3 separate regions of the Mus musculus genome follow, and all the other regions are linked to region 2. A link is a contact called in public Micro-C and promoter capture Hi-C data. All regions are on one chromosome and are shown on one strand. Each heading gives the region's core, a stretch centred on a gene start, on an enhancer-like site or on the middle of the called end of the contact. The rest is flanking DNA. Distances are from core to core; before and after follow the strand shown. Region 1 has its middle 110 kb from the start of Gm40948. Region 2 holds the start of Cks2 (CDC28 protein kinase regulatory subunit 2). Region 3 overlaps Spin1 (spindlin 1).

Region 1 (2,700 bases), core at 51-2,550, 330 kb before region 2:
GCTACGAAAGGGAAAGCACCCCTGAGACTAGGGTACAAGTGAGCCAGTGAGCCAAAGGTAAAGCTTGGGCCACAGGGCACCAGACCTTTCTAGGACATTACACAGCTTCTTGCCCATGCTTCGTTTGTGGGTGAAGTATGGGTGAGAAAGGACTTCCATTCTTTTTCTGCAAACTAAGTGTGCTCCATTTGTTGTCTGATGCCAGGTGGGAAAGAGCTTCCTTTGTATGCTAATCTTGATACAGATTTGTTCTACCACCAGGGTTGTGCAGGGCCCTGGCAGCAGCTGCTCCAGCGTGAAGCCTCCCTTCTCCTTCTGGGGCCAGCTACAAGGAAGACTGTTGTGAAAGTGACCTAGAAAAGCCACTTTGACCCAGGTAGGAAAGGCAGGGAGGAGAGGGAAGCTGCTGCAGGCTCTGAGCAAATTGTCAGTCCGCCCTCTGTCCCCTCTAGCAGCAGGAACAAGTCCTGCTGTCACCTTCTCTGTGTCAGCTTTCTGCTAAGGCCTAAGGCAGCCCGTGGCTCCAATATTTAACCCTGCCAGCTGGAGCTCCCCAGTCTTCCTTTCTTCCTTGGCATCTCACTGCTGAAGGCCTGCCCATTCCCAAGACCGACCCTCCCCAGAGTCACTGTCCCCAGACCCCCTTCTCCAATAACCATCAGCGAAACAATAAAAATCCTATTCATGTTGGAGGTGAAGTCAGATTACATCTCAGCCTGCTTGCCTCTAAAACCTGTTTTAATCTAAAGGATCCTTAAGGAGGCTGGCAGCTGGCCAGCAGAGTGACCATGGATGGGGACAGCAAGTAGTCCTCAGGATACTTTAAGGCCTCGCCTTGCACACCAGCCCCACAGCACTGGGTGCCTTTCAATTGGTTCTGAGAGTTCTCGAAGGCCAAAGGCCTGCAGGGCAGGCATGAGGGTCTGTGTCCACAGGAAGGGGGGGGGGGGCAAGCTTCTGCACAGCTGGAGTGTGCTGATAAGAGTCTTACCAGGGCAGGGCGGGTCCCCTGGGTGCATGCATGCTCTCCCTCTGCCTCCTGGCTTCTTCATACTTTGTCCCCTGCCACCACCATAAAGTACAGTGTGACCTGTCACATTCCAGAGCTGTGGCCTGGAGCCACCCAGCCCTTCGTATTGGCAAAGGAAGGGCTGGGCCACACAGCTGCTAAAAATGGCTGCTTCAGCCTTCCTACCCCAAAGAGTACATGCTGACATTCCTGCCATAGTTGAGGAAGGTCCAGCCCTGCTCCAGTTTGTGGCAGCTGCTCCCCAGGGCTCCCCTAGTCTGCAGTAGCTCCGCCCAGGCCTCCCTGCATTCCTCAAACTCCAGTCAGAAGCCTCTGTTTGCAGGAGCTGGGAGCCCACCAGGCAGAGGACGCTCAATGCTCCCTGGTCCCATGAGAGTCGGGGACAGGCATGTCACAGGCATGCCTCCTCCCAAAGAGAGGTAGTAAACCACCAAATGCCAGCCTCACTGCTGAGGTAGAGAAACTGGATCTGAGAATGCCTGTGCCATGCTACCCTTACCCAAAGTCCAGCAGAGTCTGACTCCAGGATTACCATCTCCTGGTTTATGAGTGAGTTATCTTCTGACATCTCACTGCTTTGGAAGGTGAAGAGGCACAGGTTTTTCTTCCTGGGGTGAGCCCGAGAATCAGCACACGCCTCTCCAGACATACCGGTGTGTGGCTTGCTTCCTCCAAGGTCTCTGGGGAGCAGGGAACTCAGCTGGGTCTCCAACCCACGCCCTGGCCCAGCCTTGTGGTAGAACTGGAGTCAGGCGCCATTGAAGCGGAGTTGGCGGCCTTCCCTGGTTGGGAAGAGGGCTTCATTGGGTGAGTCCCACAGACCAGGGTGCCCCTGGGGCTTGTAGACCAGAGCAGAGTTAGGAGCCCCGCCAAGCCTCCTCTCCAACGACACCAAAATTATCCTGTCGCTCCTAGGGCTGTGGTAAACTTTACAAAACTCTTTGAAGTTCAAACTGTGCCTGCCCACAAAAGGGGCTCAGCAGCCAAACTGTCTTACAGGGCAATTAAGATGTTGTCTGCAGGTATCAGGCTGTCTGCAGGGTTTGCTGGCACTCAAGACGGGTCTGCAAGAAGGTCAGGCACAGCCAGGGCAGTGGCCACAGGCCTGGCATAGGGGCCGCAGCTGAAGAAAATGACCCTGGAGGATGCCAGAGCCATTGCTGGGACACACACAGTCTCCTTCCCACCTGCACCTTGGTCTCAGGCCACACACCTGAGCTCCAGTGCTTTGATGGCCTGCCTGCCTTTGTGGGCGGTGTGAGCCTCAGCTCCAGGCAAAGCTGTAAGAGCTGATTCTGTTTGCTTTTTATCAGAGAGCTGAGGAAGGAGTTGAAAGCTGGGGCTCAGGTCTTTCAAATAAAACCTGCGAGACTGGGGAGGGAAGAAGACCACCACAAGTCCTGAAAGAGAGCCAACATGTGTCTGCAGCCTCCAGGGTTCTTGGCTGGGCTGGGCTGGCAGCTAGCTTCATAGTGCACTGGGAACCCTGTTTGGGGGATTGGGCTGTGGCTTCATTGAGATCCAGTCAGGAGCCTAAGTATGAAAACCAAAGTGCGGCCTCTCCTGTTCTGCATCAAAGCTCGGGCTGGCTGCACACTACCTGAGCCTTCTCCACTGAGAGCCCTGTCTGCCTGGGAACTGGCTGCATGAGTGGTGCCCTGGGCTAGGCA
Region 2 (2,700 bases), core at 148-2,647:
CTTATATACTCCAAGTTTAGAAACTAAAACTATCTCACTTTGACAACTAAAGAAATGTATATAAACCCATATGCTAAACATTTCCATCCAAATAATTATTTGCCTAATTTAGAAAGACAGTACAATTACTTTCGGTCATTTTTGGATATTTCCAAACCAAGTTCTGAGTTACTATAACGACCAAATATTAAGCCAATTATCACATGGTTACCATTGTGAAGTTTGTAATTACTATGTAAAGACTGTTATGTATTTAAATTTTTTAGTAAGGGGGAAAAAAAAAACCCATGAGACTTCCCTACTTAAGAACATTCAAGTTTATAGCATTAGTGCATCGTCAAACAGCCTGGAAAAAGTTTTCTGGCTGTGAAGACTTCTACACTAGCGGACTGAGAGAATGGGGGGTGGGGCGGTGAAGCCACTCTTTTAAAAAGTGTCTCATCCCTCAAACAGCATTCTGGACACTAACCTAAAAGGGCAGCAAACAGAAAACAAGGTCACTATTTGCCCAAGGGAGGAACAGGTTTTACCCACCTGGAGTCCTTGACTGTGTCCCAGAATGCAACGCTCTAATCCCAACCCAGAAGAACCCAGCGACGGAAAGGCCTTTGAAACCACACCCCAAGTCATAAGGGATACAATAAAGTTAACTACAATCCTCCCTTACTTTCCACAATCCCATTTGCTAATTATATTAACGTAGGTACTACCTTCCTGCGCATCTCAGGATTTAAAACTCAAAACTTCCTCAAAAGCCCCAAACGTGGCCAATATGGACTAGCAGTTGAAGGTAACGTAGCCACCACCACCCCAATCCTTCCGAAGGCAATCTCGAGTTTTCAATTTGATCTTGAAGCCCTTTAACAACGCCCCGTGTTACAGCGTCTGGAGCCGTTACCCATCAGACACTCGATAATGCCCGTCGGGTGCGTTTCCGGGGACTTCCCCTCCCGGCCAGTCCGGGCCAGTGCGGTTTGCGGTCGTGAACTCCCAGACTAGGCGCTGCCCACCCATCTAACGACTCCCCATCTCCTGCGATCCCCGCAACACTACACAAAGCAAGGCTGCCCGGACGGACGGAGGCCTCTAAGGGGGTCCGAGTCCCGACCACCAGGTCTGACCTCCCAGCGCGGCCCTCCTCCGCAGGCGCTCCTCACCGGTACTCGTAGTGCTCATCGAAGTACTTGTCTGAGTAGTAGATCTGCTTGTGGGCCATCCTGCCGGCGCGCAGAGGAGTAAGCGGGATCAGGAAACCGGGCGCAAGGGGCTCTACGTCCGCCTAGGGCCGACGCAACGACTCGAATGAGGCCAACGACCGCAGGCCCAACGCTCTGGATTTGAATCCGACAGCCCTCCGCCGATTGGGCGAAGCCACCAACCAATCACGCTCCGCGCAGACCTCGAGGACAGGTAACCAATCAGAAGCCTGTTGCAAGATTGCGAGGGCGGGAGTAAGGATTGGCTAACGATTCAGCGAGGAGCGCCCGGCGACCCCAAGAGATATTGAGAAGGGCGGAGCCGAGTCGTTAAGTGCCTCGCAGCGCGTGCGCAGTGGTTTAGAACGTGCCTGGGGGCAGAACCGTTGGGTGGTGGGCGGACACGAGATGAGGTATCCGGGGCTCTGGGGGCCGGAGCGGCACGAGACGCCTGGGGGGCGGTCTCTGTGGTCAGGGAAGTCCAGCTGCGGAGCGTTCCAGAGGGTAAGGTGCCCTCCGCTGCCCCTGATGGCAACGCTAATTACGCTTGGCTGCGAGCTAGTCCCATCTTAAAAAGATGTGCTCATGTAAAAGGAAGTTGAAAGGGTGTTAAGTCGTGGTTTCGTGCAGCAAGTTACATATAACAACCATTTTCTACAATGAGCAGGTGTCATTTTTCTTTTAATATTTTTGCGATTTGTTGCAGTGGATGAATTGCTCTGGTGTGGCTGTTAGGATAACAAAGTAACCCACGGCAGCTGGGCGTACTGGCCCACACCTTTAATCCCTGTACTCCAATGCCAGGTCAACACCCCTCCCTCCTCCTTTTTTTTTTTTAGTTTGGTTTGGTTTTTGTTTTTTCGGAGACTGGCTTTTCCTGTGTAGCTCTGGCTGTCCTGGAACTCACTCTGTAAACCAGGCTGGCCTCGAACTCAGAAATCCATTTGCCTCTGCCTCCCAAATGCTGGGATTAAAGGCGTGCGCCACCACCGCCCGGCTGTTTTTTGTTTTGTTTTGTTTTGTTTTGTTTTTGAGACAGAGTTTCTCTGTGTAGCCCTGGCTATCCTGGAACTCGCTCTGTACACCAAGCTGGCCTCAAACTCAGCGATCCTCCTGCCCCTGCCTCCCCAGTGCTGGGATTAAAAGTGGATGCCCCATCACCGTCCAGCTTCAGCCTAATATCTTTAACAGATGGTAGGATAGCAAAGTGTGATCCTGTCTAAAATAATAAAAACGGAAGTCAGCATGTAACTACAATTTTATTTTTTTATAGAGTTGGGTAATCAGGTGCCTGCAATCTTTTAACGACAGGTTTCCCGACTTCACTTGGCCCTCAGTTAAAGAGAACACAAGATCGTCTGACTTCTTGCACAACTTTAAAGTTATTTTTAGCACTAAAATAATAAAGGTGCTAATTGCCTACCGATATTATCACGTGAGACAACAGGTGGGATTAAAATTTCAACATGTAAATAGGAGGATGTAAGCATACACTCTATAACAC
Region 3 (2,773 bases), core at 135-2,634, 510 kb after region 2:
TAAAGCAGGATATCATCTTTTCTCTCTCTCTCTCTCCCTCTCTCCCTCTCTCTCTCTCTATATATATATATAAATAAATCATCTGGATGCCATTTAGGCTAGACTGGCTGGCAATGAGTTCCTAGGATCCACACATCTCTGCCACACCCCAAACAACTGAAGTTAGAAACAAATGGTCCATCTGAGGACCCAAACACAGGTCCTCGTGCTTATTAAGAAAGCACTTTACCCACTCAGTCATCTGCCCGGGCCCCTATCCTGGCTTCTGACATTGGGGGGGGGGGGGCGGGGGAGGGAGGGGAGAGGCCACACTTCATTTCACTTTGAAATAGAAGGACAAAGGACAAGACTTGGACGCAACACAAGCCACACCAACTTGACAGTTGCTGCGATGTGCCGAGAGTCAAACAGGGCTGAAGAGGTTTCCTTCCCGTTTTACAAAGATGCATGACAATTACAATTAATTTCTTAAAAAAAAGAAAAAAAAAAGAAATCATAGTTACAGTAGCTAAAAATATATAAAAGAAATGCATTGTTTGCATGCCCTTAGTTTTGCCAGAGGTTCTGGAAACAATGGTCTCTTGAAACCATGAGGAAGGACTTCAGAGGAAGTAAGCATTGGGAGGGAGGGAGGGAGGGAGGGAGGGAGGGAGGGAAGGAGGGAGGGAGGAGCTGAGGCACTGTGGAACTGGGAAAAGGAGTGGGGAAAGTGCAGCTCCTAGAAGCCAGACACCTCCACACCTCTTCCCCCACCCCTGCCCTCAAAGCAGCACACCTTCCTCCTAGGGAGAGCCATGTCCCCAGGCCACCCCACTGGAGTGTAAAACCCTAACTAAGCTGGGTATGAATAGAGCCAGGAAATAAAGTCCAGAGGCAGATCCAGGGGAGAAAAAAAAAAAAAAAAAAAAAAAAAGACAGACAAAGCAATAAATAGACCCAGGTGGCTAAGGAAAAGCCCTGTTTGAAATCAGCCAGCATGCGCTGAGCTGAGGAAGCTAGGGAAGTCTGGGGCAAAGGGGGCATCTGCTTATCTTCTCCCCTCCCTTCCAGCCCTGGAGTCCTGCTGGACAATATGCAAAAGCACCTTAAAGAAGAAATGTTCTTGATTGAGTTGTGATTGGCAGTAGAGGCTGGCCAGGAAAATATATCCATGTATTAGATAAAATGGTTAATGGCACTAAGCAAAGGAAAGAGACGCTGTCCAGTTGACTGTGCCAAGAAGTGCCCAGGTTGGATGTTTGTTTCTGGGTGTTGTCTGAGAATGTTCTGGAAAGGGGTCAGTATTTGAACTACTGGACTGAGGAAAAACAATGTGACCTCAGCAGTGCAAATGGGCTTCACTCAGCCTGCTGAGGGCCTGGACACAACAGGCAGGAAGATGGTTTTCTGGCTCCTGGTTCTCCAGCCTTGAACTAGGACTGAACTCTGCCATCAGCATTCCTGGCTCACACACTGCACACTGAGAGGACTTCTTGCCTCCTCTATATTGCATGACTCAGATTCTCATTATTTCATTCTCTTCTATCTCCTACTTACTGGTTCTCTTGCTCCAGAGAATCCTTACATAGGAACATGTGCCACAAAATGGGAAGATAGCCAGGTAAGACACAACATGAAAGAGCTAGGCAAGAAAACAGACAGACAACTGAGAGGCATGTGAGGAAACGGACGCATGGGTTTCCGTTAATACAAACCTGAGTGGTGAAGGGAGGCAGGGGTAAAACCTGAGGTGGCAGGTGTAAGGACTACAACAGACGCTGCACAGTCTGCTGTCAAAGGCCAACATAAACAGCATGTATGCACATAAGTGTGTGCACACCACAATGTGGAGTTGGTTTTCTTCTTACACATTACATGTGTTTAGGGAGTGGAAACCAAGTCACCAGGCTTATGAGGCAAGCGCCTTCTCTCTCTGAGCTAACTCACTAGTTCCCACAAAGTCACTTAGTACTGAGATTGCTAATTCAATGGGGACAACTGCTCCTGTGGGGGTGGGCAGCAATGGATGGTGGCGATTCTAGTAGACCTCACAAGACTCTAGTTCCCCTACCAAGAGGAAGTAGCTGAGGAGCCTGGAGTGGCAGGCTGGTGGCTGTGGCTAACAGTACTACGATAGGGTGCTGCATCTTTACATGTGTTTACACATGTGCTTACACACGTGTTTATGTGTCTCTGACAACAGCAAGTTTTAAAGTGCTTTGTGCAGGTCTCACATATTTTGTCTACTTAAAAATAAATTGTGTATTTTATGGCAATAAATTGTGAAAATATTATTGTCTGCAGACTATTTTATACAGGACATACTTTCTTGATCCCATCCAATAATCACAAATCCTCCCAGGTCAACTTCAGGTGTAAGGGACTCATGTCAATCTCATAGTATTTGAGAATCAATCAAAATATGTAACTGTTTTGACACTATAGATTTAACACAATTTTCAATCTCTTTCCACTCACACAACCAGTATTAAAAGAGAAGAAAAGCTTCTAACTACTAAATAACACTCAGACTCAAAAGAGGACTTCTAGGCATGTGAAGTGTCTAGGAACAAGCACCTGTCCTCCTCAGGGGTGAGAATGGGTCCTTAGACAGGTCTCAGAACACCAGATCTTCTCAGTTTTTACCTTTGTCTTCAGGCAACAGTCATAAACCATTAAATTTTTACACCCATATCCCAGTGCACTCCCCTCCATAGAACAGGTTCACAACAAAGGCTAAGGCAGGTGCCTCATCTGACCAAGGAAACAATTTGGTCATACATACCAGGTTCCT

What was found. Promoter capture Hi-C pulls out the DNA fragments that hold promoters and counts their contacts. Hi-C and Micro-C count contacts between places; a contact is called where the count stands out from the background.
Region 1: a contact with region 2 is called in a Micro-C map of the G1E-ER4 cell line, with 2.4 times the contacts expected there. The contact joins the enhancer-like site here to the promoter of Cks2 in region 2. A contact is called at or near these places in 1 of 39 promoter capture datasets (hematopoietic stem and progenitor cells), 2 of 484 Hi-C or Micro-C datasets (the Ba/F3 cell line and the G1E-ER4 cell line) and 3 of 115 datasets of contacts at active chromatin or transcription factors (effector CD8 T cells, memory CD8 T cells and pancreatic cancer cells).
Region 3: a contact with region 2 is called in a promoter capture Hi-C map of liver, with 2.2 times the contacts expected there. The contact joins the enhancer-like site here to the promoter of Cks2 in region 2. A contact is called at or near these places in 8 of 39 promoter capture datasets (the 3T3-L1 cell line, 3T3-L1-derived adipocytes, the HPC-7 cell line and 5 more), 1 of 484 Hi-C or Micro-C datasets (the G1E-ER4 cell line) and 7 of 115 datasets of contacts at active chromatin or transcription factors (embryonic hindbrain and embryonic stem cells).

Annotation. Positions count from the first base shown.
Region 1 is chr13:51,974,606-51,977,305 of GRCm38.p6, reverse strand. No RefSeq gene overlaps it. Among named protein-coding and RNA genes, the nearest start is that of Gm40948, 110 kb to the left of the region's middle. Within about 2 kb of position 1,300, at least 181 of the 459 cell types and tissues checked have an H3K27ac peak or open chromatin away from gene starts, as enhancers often do. A contact at or near this core is called in the Ba/F3 cell line, the G1E-ER4 cell line and pancreatic cancer cells, where this site is marked.
Region 2 is chr13:51,643,929-51,646,628 of GRCm38.p6, reverse strand. It overlaps Cks2 (CDC28 protein kinase regulatory subunit 2), which reads right to left and starts at 1,397. Exons shown (of 3, transcript NM_025415.3): 1 at 1,158-1,397. The coding sequence starts at 1,216.
Region 3 is chr13:51,135,797-51,138,569 of GRCm38.p6, reverse strand. All of the region lies in intron 3 of Spin1 (spindlin 1), which reads right to left. Among named protein-coding and RNA genes, the nearest start is that of Nxnl2, 34 kb to the left of the region's middle. Within about 2 kb of position 1,384, at least 44 of the 459 cell types and tissues checked have an H3K27ac peak or open chromatin away from gene starts, as enhancers often do. A contact at or near this core is called in liver, where this site is marked.